Regions from separate parts of the Sus scrofa genome. Here region 2 is linked to region 1. The links are chromatin contacts, called in public Hi-C maps. All regions are on one chromosome and are shown on one strand. The core of a region is the stretch at or near the end of the contact, and the rest is flanking DNA. Distances in the headings are between cores, read along the strand shown.

The links. A called contact is a pair of places that touch in the nucleus more often than the background predicts.
Region 2: a contact with region 1 is called in a Hi-C map of heart right ventricle, with 2.8 times the contacts expected there. The contact joins two enhancer-like sites. A contact is called at or near these places in 2 of 47 Hi-C or Micro-C datasets (embryonic fibroblasts and heart right ventricle).

The regions. Positions count from the first base shown.
Region 1 is chr14:80,632,688-80,637,184 of Sscrofa11.1, forward strand. All of the region lies in intron 2 of LOC102163764 (a long non-coding RNA gene), which reads left to right. Among named protein-coding and RNA genes, the nearest start is that of RPS24, 160 kb to the left of the region's middle. Within about 2 kb of position 2,649, at least 3 of the 83 cell types and tissues checked have an H3K27ac peak or open chromatin away from gene starts, as enhancers often do.
Region 2 is chr14:80,888,713-80,893,209 of Sscrofa11.1, forward strand. All of the region lies in intron 5 of LOC102163764 (a long non-coding RNA gene), which reads left to right. Among named protein-coding and RNA genes, the nearest start is that of RPS24, 420 kb to the left of the region's middle. Within about 2 kb of position 2,044, at least 26 of the 83 cell types and tissues checked have an H3K27ac peak or open chromatin away from gene starts, as enhancers often do.

The DNA of each region.
Region 1 (4,497 bases), core at 1,399-3,898:
CTTAAACTGGCTATGTCATTTTCTGTATTCTATGGGACAGAGCAGTTGTGAGCCCAGCCAGACTCAAGAGGGCAGAGAAATTGAACCCTCTTCTTTATGGAGGACAGCAAGGCCATATTGCCAGTGAGCCTGTGGGGTGGGTGATTGTGGTGTGGGTATCTTTGAAAATGCAACCTTCCCTGTATCCTAGTGACATTGTAAGGGGATGACATGCTGGTCCCCAGAATGTTCCTCTCTGTCACTGCAGCGCCTGCGATAGATCTCCCGCTTCTTCACTCATTGTGTGGCCTTGGGCAGTTCCCTTCACTCCCCAGTGTCTCAGTTTGCACATCTGTAAAAATAGGATAATACTAGAGCCTGTTCTCCATCAAGCATGCAGAATGTGGGCCGGCACAGGAAGACCTCAGAGTGTCCTTGTCATCATTGTCATCCTTGTCTGTCCTTCACAGCTGAGGAAATGGAGGCTCAGAGAAGTTAAGGGATTTCCCAGGGCTGCACCGCTTGGAAATGTCAGAGCCAGCTCTAGAATGCCAGAGATCTCCCTCCAAACTCCACACGATTCCCTTGGAGGCTTTGTGTTGTCAGGAGAAGGCTTAGAGGGGGCTGGGAAGCAAGAAACAATAAGAGGATGAGGAGTTGAGGGAAACGTCCTGTTTCAAGTTCTAGGTTATGTCTCCCGGGATGTCCTGACTCACGTGCTGTCTCCTGATTCATCACTGGCCCTGTTCTAAGCCCCCCACTTTGATTCTAGCCCCCTACTACTGGGGGTGGTGGTAGGACCAGCTCTAGACTCCTCCTGGCTAAGAGTCATTTCACAGCTTCCCCCACTGTCCCACCCACACAGGCCCATGGAGGCTGCCCCTTCCAAGGAGAGTAGACTGGGGCCTGGAGAAATCATGTGGTTCCTCCAGGTCCCCCAGGGCTGGCTGTAGGCAGCTCTGACTCATCTGGGCATCTGCCCATGCCAGGAGGGCCTCTCCCCTTGCTCTAGCATGGCTGCACAGGCTTCCAGGCCACGACCTGAAATGACAGTCACCTTGCATTCCTGGCCTTTCCAGACCCTGCCATGTTTCCCAAATGTGTTTGCTGGAGTGCTGGTCCCATGAGACGCTCTGTGATGAAAGAGCTCTGTGGTCAAGTGAGGGAAACGTGGCTTCCTTTGTCCCTTCCTTCTCAGGGACCTACCCTGTATGTCACAGATCAAAGGCCCTGAGGAGTCCTTGGTAAAGAAACAGGTTAACTTTGGTTTAAGCTAAGTATGTCCAATGTAATCATAATACAGCCCCCTCCCCCCCACAACACACACACACACGTATCCCTTCATTTGTTTTACAGATTCACTTTTTTTTTTTTTTTTGTCTTTTTAGGGCTGCACCTGCAGCATATGGACGTTCCCAGGCTAGAAGTCAAATGGAAGCTAGAGCTGCTGGCCTATACCACAGCCACAGCAATGGCAGATCCGAGCTGCATCTGCGACCTACACCACAGCTCATGGTAATGCTGAATCCTTAACCCACTGAACGAGGCTAGGGATCGAACCTGTGTCCTCATGGATTCTAGTTGGGTTTGTTAACCACTGAGCCACGAAAGGAACTTCTCAGATTCACTTCTTGACCCATTTTTGGAATACTCTTTAGAAATGTGGCCTAAGCAATAAAGTCCAAATCTTTATCCCTGATGTTCAAAGAAAGGGCTGCATAGTTGGACTCAACCCCATTTTCAGTTTTCTTTCTCCTTCTCCTCAGCATTCCTTTGTGTCCACAGCACCTGTGGCCTCTCCTCTCCATGTCTTTACTCAGATCTCACTAGTCACTTCTCCAGGGACACTCCCAGCCAGGGGTCACCTCCCTGGGTGTGCTATGACTTCCCTGCCTCCTTCTGTGATGGGTTGTATACCATGTTTGTTGCCTTTTCGTGCCCTAGCCTTGAGGCCCGAGTGTAACATAAACTCTTCGCAGACACAGATGCCTCTCAGGCTGCCATGTCTCCTGCTGCCCTCCCAGGCCCAGCACAGATGTGCACAGTCCTTCCTTGTGGCTGAGTTGGTGGGGAAGCTAAGGAGGGAAGACATTTTGATACCTCACGACTGGCTCAAATGGTTGGAGTTTCACCCCGCTGCGCAGAGGGACCTGTGACTCAGTCTTGGCCTTGGTGTTGGAGACCAAGGACAGCAGACCCCGGTCCATACATCTGCCCCATGTTCAGTTTGAGTTGAACTTGGAACTAGCTCTTCCCTCCTTATTTCTCCCTAGGAGGAATAGGAACAAGAGAAACCAGCTTCTGCTGGAGTGGCAGCGACCCCTGCTAGTCTGGGGGATGGCTTCCCAAGTAGTGGGCTGTTTGAAAGGTTGGAGTTCAGGGGCAGGGCTTGGGCTGAGGGCACCTTTTCTGCTGTCTTTAAGGCCTTAGGAGTGACTGCACTCCTCTGGGTGTGGAAACAAATGACCCTCTCTGCAGGTTTTTATCCCTGCGATTCCCAGGCTGCCAGCTCCCAGGGTCCCTGGTGGCACAGGAGAGGAAGGAATTATGGACCCAGGGAGGAGGCTGGGAGAGGAGAGGAGAGTGGGGGTGTTTTGTGTGGCAGGGTCCAGTCCTGCCCAGATGAAGGGAGGCTGTCGTGCCAAGCCAACCCCAGTGGCTCTTGGAGCCACTCTGAGGCTGCCCCCAGTGCTGTAGTTATTTTTAGCACTGGGATGTGCAGAACATGCTACAGAGAAATAGAGTGGAAAATCTGACACTCAGAGCCCCACTTTGAGGGAGACACAGTTCCTCCAGCTGGGCGTCGCTCACATGTCGATTTGCATCCTTCACGTTTCTCCAGGCAGCCTGACTTCAAATTCCGTGGACCCACTGCAGCTGGTGCCCAGTCTCCTTGGCAGGGTCTGGGGTCCTGGGACTTGGCAGTCATGGCTCCTGGTCAGTCCCTTTTTCCTTCTGCTGACCATCTGCACACAAGCACAGGGTTCTCCTCAAGAAGAGCCCAGCTGTCATCTCCTGGAGCCTCCCATCCACAGTGTGGAGAAGGCAGGGTGGATCTTAGGACTCCTAATGGGTAGGGGATGAAACCAAGGCCCAGAGAGGGTGTTGTGGGGCCCGAGGTTGCACAGAGAGGGAATAACAGAACTGGCCTTTAGGAGAGCCAGAACTTAGGTCCTTGGGGGTGTCCAGTGCAGAATGGAACATCTGGGAAGCCTGGAATCGAAGTCTGAATTGGCTCAGGAGGGGTGTAAACAAACAAAAAAAAGTGGACACAAACCTGGCTCAGAGGTAGGGACAGCTCCTCCCTGCGGGCCTGTGTAGTGGGTATTTAATTAAACATTACTTCAGGTTTTTTTTCCTCTTATTACAAAAACAGACATGTTCTTTGTAGAAAATTTAAAAATACAGATAAGCAAACAGAAGAAAATTAAAAACAGCCCTAATCCCAATACTCAGAGATAAACCCTGTAAATATTTTGGTATTTTGGTAGATATACTGCCAGGTTTTCCCTTTTTTTTTTTTCTTTAAAATGTTTTAATTACACATATAATATAGGAATGCATTCTTGTTAGCAACAGTCACACAATACAGACCAAGGTAACCACCCCCCTCTCTCCCGGCTTCCCTTCCCGTTGAGGTAACCACAGTTATAATTGTGATGTGTATTGTTCCTGATCTTTCTCTGAGTGTACACACACATTTATATCTGTACATATAGAGATACATGGATTTTATTTTTAGTGTGTTGGGATGTTTTTTCCTTCAACAGAAATGGTATCACGCTGTATGTATTGTTCCGCACTTTGATTTTGTCACCTAACTATTAGTCTTGGCGTTCTCTCCATGTCAGTACTTATAGCTCTAACTCGTTTGTTCTAACTGCTGGGTAGCATTCCTTAGCACAGATACATCAGAGTTTATTTAGCTATCCCTCTGGTGATGGGCTTTTAGATTGCTTCCACTTCCCCCGCCCCCATTGCGGTGCTGCCTTCTATGCTCTTAAATAGGCCTCCTTGGATGAGAATGCTTTCCTAGGATCAAAACTGAGAAGAAAAATTGCTGGTCACTTTCTTTTCAGACACATTAAGAAAATGGGAGCATCTTAGACCAACTGCCGTAGGAACTTGCCTTCTTCACTTATCCATGTTAATAAAAAGGCAGCTGTGACAGCATTTCCCCAAAGTCTCTGGACAGCACTGAGGTCCAGTGAGACACTAATAGGTATGCCTGGGGAGGAAGAAATCAGGGCAGGTGTGTACCTGGGCTCTTGGAAGTTCACCAGTGCACATTAGTATGTCAGGAGGCATCCTAAAGTAAAGCCACAAGTTTGTCTTCTCCCAATTCGAAGGCTATGGTGGAGGAAACACAGATTGTAGGAGATGGCAGCAGTGCCCTGCCCACATCCACACGGCCCCGCCACTTCAATGCATGGCTGGTTCCCCTTCCACCTGCTGGTACCTGCATTTTGTTGCCGGAGGACTTTCTCTTGCTGCAGGAGCCTTTGGCGGGCAGGAAGT
Region 2 (4,497 bases), core at 794-3,293, 260 kb after region 1:
CTTATTCAAGGCACCAGGGAGAGCCCTGGGGTTTAGCCATGGCAGTGATGGAGACTGATCCTGTCATTTGCTTGGATCCAAATGAAAGGGATTAGTGACTGCAGAAATATACTAATTTTCCATGCAGCACAGGGCAAGGAGAGGCAGTGAAGATTAAAAAAAAAAAAAAAAACCTGTGGGTGCGCCTGTGTACATGTGCGCATGTGTCTGTGTGTGCATATGTATGTGTGTGTTTTGCATATGTGTGCATGTGTGTGGCTGTGAGTGCTATACATACATACACACCATCCACACCCACATCACATGGTAACATTCGAGTGTGAATATCCACATACATCTGACAGGATAGATTCTCCATTAGCTTTAGGGCTGGGAGACTCTGGTTTGAGCCTCAGCACCCAGTCAGGGCCCCTGCGCACCTTGAGCCTTAGGTTCCTTATCTGAGAAGCTCACAGTTGGAAGTGGCAGTGAGCACGACAGTGAAGGGGGCCTGCCGCAGGCATGAGAGGTGGTCTTCAAAAGCCGCTCTGCTCCTGTGATTAGATTTCCCGGCCCTTCCTGTGCATGGATGATGTTCAGGTCACCAGTTCACACTCAGGATCCACCTGCAGGCCACATACCTCAACCTCTCAGGGGAGCCAGGAGCGGCACCACCCCTGAGCTGGCAGGTGCACGGGTGCAGTGCAGAGCTGGGAGCCTGACTCAGTTCTGGCAGATGCCTTGAACTTTGTTGAGGACCTTCCCCCTCTTGCTCGGTTTCCCCATTGCACAATGACAGCTTGGAGTATCTTCAGGTCTCAGAGCTCTCTGGGGGCAGGGGTGTGTGTGACTGGGCCAGGAAAGCCGGAGGCAGGGCAGGCAACATCAAGTCCAGTTGCCAAAAGCACCACTTTATTTCATCTCTCACTGATATTCTGTCCCTCAGCCTCATGGCTGCCACCGCCTCCATCCCATTACAGAAATCATGTTAAATAAGGTTCTGCTCTTGGAAACTCAGCCCCAGTGAGTGAACTTAGCTCATCTTAATGCCCTTTCCCAGCACTGAGAGCCTGGCAGAAGCCTTCCCCCTCTGCTGGGCAGACAGACAGTCATGTCCACATGGCCCCTTCCTCCATTTCCCTTTCTCTGCAAAAGGTAGGGAAAGGGAAGGGGCACTTTCCCGATTTCATGGGAGGACAAGGCTCTAGCATCCGGGGGCTGCCTGGGAAACTCTTAGTGCAGGACAGGACTTGAACCTCCTTCCTAGTCTCACCTTCCCCCTCCCCCTGCACCCACACTCCTCCTGTGCTTAGGCTGGCATACACCCAGCTCCCCCCGTGCACTCTCTAGAACATCCTAGGAAGCTCCAGGTCATTCCAGGCCCAGCTCCAGCTTTCCCTCTCCAGTGAGCAGAGTTGCTGGACCCATGGGTGCCCCTTGGAATTGTGGGTCCATGGAATTGTGCATTTAATCCCTTACCTGTGCATGTGGAGCTCCATCAGAGCAGCCCCACCGCCTCAGCTATCCTGTTGCCAGCTCCAGCCCAGGATCTGGGTCTAAGGAAAGGCCCAGGAAAGTTCACTGCAGGGAGCACCCTGTGGTGTCCATAAGAGGTGAGCGCTAGGCTTCCCTCGCTGCCCTGGGAGACGGCGTATGGCCCTGGCCTCATTCTGTGAGACGCCTTAAGGATCCACGGCCCCATACTGCTCCCAGTCCAAGTTCAACCTGCTCCCAGGATCCCGCCCCCTCTTCTACCTGAGTCCTGAACAGGAAGGAATGAGATCCCTGAGCCCTTCCCCACCTTCTCTCCCCTGCCTCCCCACTGCAGAGACAGAGGGACCGAGGGAGGCCAGGAAACAAAGAGAAAAAAAATGCAACAAAAGAGAGGTAAACTCAGACAGAGATAGACACACAGAGAGATAAAGAGAGACTGAAAGAGAAAAGGAAAAACATAGAGAGGGAGGAGATACAGGCAGAGAGGCAAAGTGGGAGATTGGAGGGCAGGAGAGGGGAGGGAAAACAAGCTGGAGATGGCAGGGAGGGCCAGGCAGCCTCGCAGCTGCAGAGGGGAGTCTGCCAGCCTGGCCTCCCGGGGCTGGCCTGGGCATAGGGCCCCAGCACGGGGTGGTGGCAGCTGGGCTGGGCATTTGGCTGTCTCTGCTGAGCCCAAGCCCCTGTGCCTGACCTGAGCCCAGCTGCTCCAGCCCTCTTGTGCTGCTGCCTGCAGCTGCCAGGCCCCTTTCATGCTCTGAGACCAGGAGCCAACGGAGCGAGCCTCAAAGCCGGGCCTCCGGGGTCATCTCTGTCAGGGAGGGAGGGGTGACTCCTCATATTCCACCAGCGGGACCCACGCAGAAACCCATTCCATTTGGCTTTGGGATGAGACATGTGGTTTTTGTGACAGTAGATCTCCTTCCTAATTAGAGACTTACTGAGGCGTGTGTCGAAATCAGCGGCGTTTCCTGAGCTCAACAAATAAGAGCAGCCCTTCCCTCTGGGGCTGTGTTTTCTGGTCTTGAGGCACCTCCCGGATGATGCTGTTTCTTGGATAGATTTTTCATAACATCCCCGATCGCTGGATGTCAGCCTAGCAGAAAACAGGGGCTGGGAGGTGAATGATGTGTCCAGAGAGTCCACCTTTATGTGTCAGCACCAGAGCCCGAATCCCATTAGTAGGTGCCGAGCTCCATGCATACTGCTGGAACTCTGTGATCCCATCAAGGCTGACCAGCTAGGGGGCCAAACTGTGGGTGAGCTGCTGAGTAAGGCGAGGTACAAGGTCCGGAGTTCTTTTCCTTCTATTTTGTGGAGCCTGCAGGCATACATTTAAGGATGTGGGTGAGTCGGCCCACATAATTTTTAAAGCAATAAAGGTCTTTTAAATTTTTTCCCTTGAAGCCTACTCACTCTTTGTTCTCTACTGCACTTAACTGGGATCAGAGCCCAGATGCTGGCTGGGTGGCTGCGGAAAGATGGAGCCCAGAATTCAAAATTGAGTCAGAAATGATTGACATGCAATGAGATGGGGGGATAGTCCCCTACATTCCTCTTGAGGCAAAAGCTGAGATCCTGGGTGAGCCCCAGTGGAGGTGGAAGGACCCAACAGGAGGTGCAGGGCGGGGCTCTGTGGGAGGGGATGGGGGACAGGGAGGAAGTAAGGAAAGGGGGGCTAGGCATGAAGCTGTTGTGTGGGCTGTGGGGTTTGTGATGTGAGCCACCCTGCACCCTGATGGCATCATCAGAGTCACTAACTTATGACTTTTTGGTTGTGAATGAATTTCTCTGGGCAACAGGTTGGTTCCCAGATGTCTGCATGACGTTGGGAGTGGGAAAAAGTCAAGGGCAGGGATCTGTGTGTTCACGGACCTTGGAGTTGGGGGTTCTAGCCAAGTGTGCCTTGGTATTCAGGGCCTGGAGGCCTTAGCCAACATCTGAGTTATGGATGTGCAAGAAATATGGCCCAAGAAGCAGAGGTGAAGGTAGAGCTGGGGACTGTATTAGACAGTGAATCAGGATCCCAGAGACCCTGCCGGGCTGAAGTGAAACTGAGTCTGGGAGGCTGAAGTTTGTTTGCACAGGGGATTTCTGGTCAAGATGCTGACACGGCTGATGTGAGACCACTCCTCCCTTTCCAGATGTTTGATGGAATGAGAGGATGAACAGAAGGAGGGGAAGGAGGAGAAAGAGTGGAAGCCACAGGGGACGGGGTACCAGAACAGATCTATGCTTTAGGAGCTGGATGCAAACTGGGGTTGAGAAAGTCTCAGGCCCTGGAACTGGGCTCCCTGGAGAGAGTCAGTAGCCAGGAAGTAATTAGGTCATCTGCCTTTGGAAGCCAGGATCCCCCTGCCTGTGGGGGGTGGAATGATTGGCCCCAATTATGCACCCCTCTCTGCAGCCAGACGCCTGCCATCACCTCATCGTGGGAAGAGTATTTTTTTCATGCCCCTTAACTTTGGGCTCAGCTGTGAATCTTGTTTAGGCCAATGTACCAGATGCCTGAATAAAGATCTGCAGAGATGGTGACAGGCTGGAGTGAGGCTAAATCTAATAGCAGAAGTTTAATTGGGGCTGGAGACTTCTGTCCAACATGGTGGACAAACTGACACAATGTAAAGCGACAGCATGCCAGTCTGCTCCTGGGTCTCTCCTGTTTCTGCTGGCCGTCTTGAGTCTCTGCCAAGGTCTCGGAAGGCTCATGCCCTAGCTATTCTCCTGGTCTAAGAAGGATGAGAGAGCAGAACAGAGATCAGGGTTACCAAGCTGACCATGGATAGGGTGTCCAACCATCCCAGTTTTCCCATGATTGTGAGGTATTCTGGAATATGAGATTTTCAGCACCCAAACTGAGAAAGTTCTGGGAAAACCAGGATGAGCCAGTCCTACCCAAACACTTACTAAGACAGGTGTGGCCACAGCAGCTCCAGTCTGACGAGGACAACCATACCACTACAGCCTCGATCAGGCAAAGCACAGGCAGGCAGAGCTGTCCTAGTTGACCCCCAGACGTGCCATCTA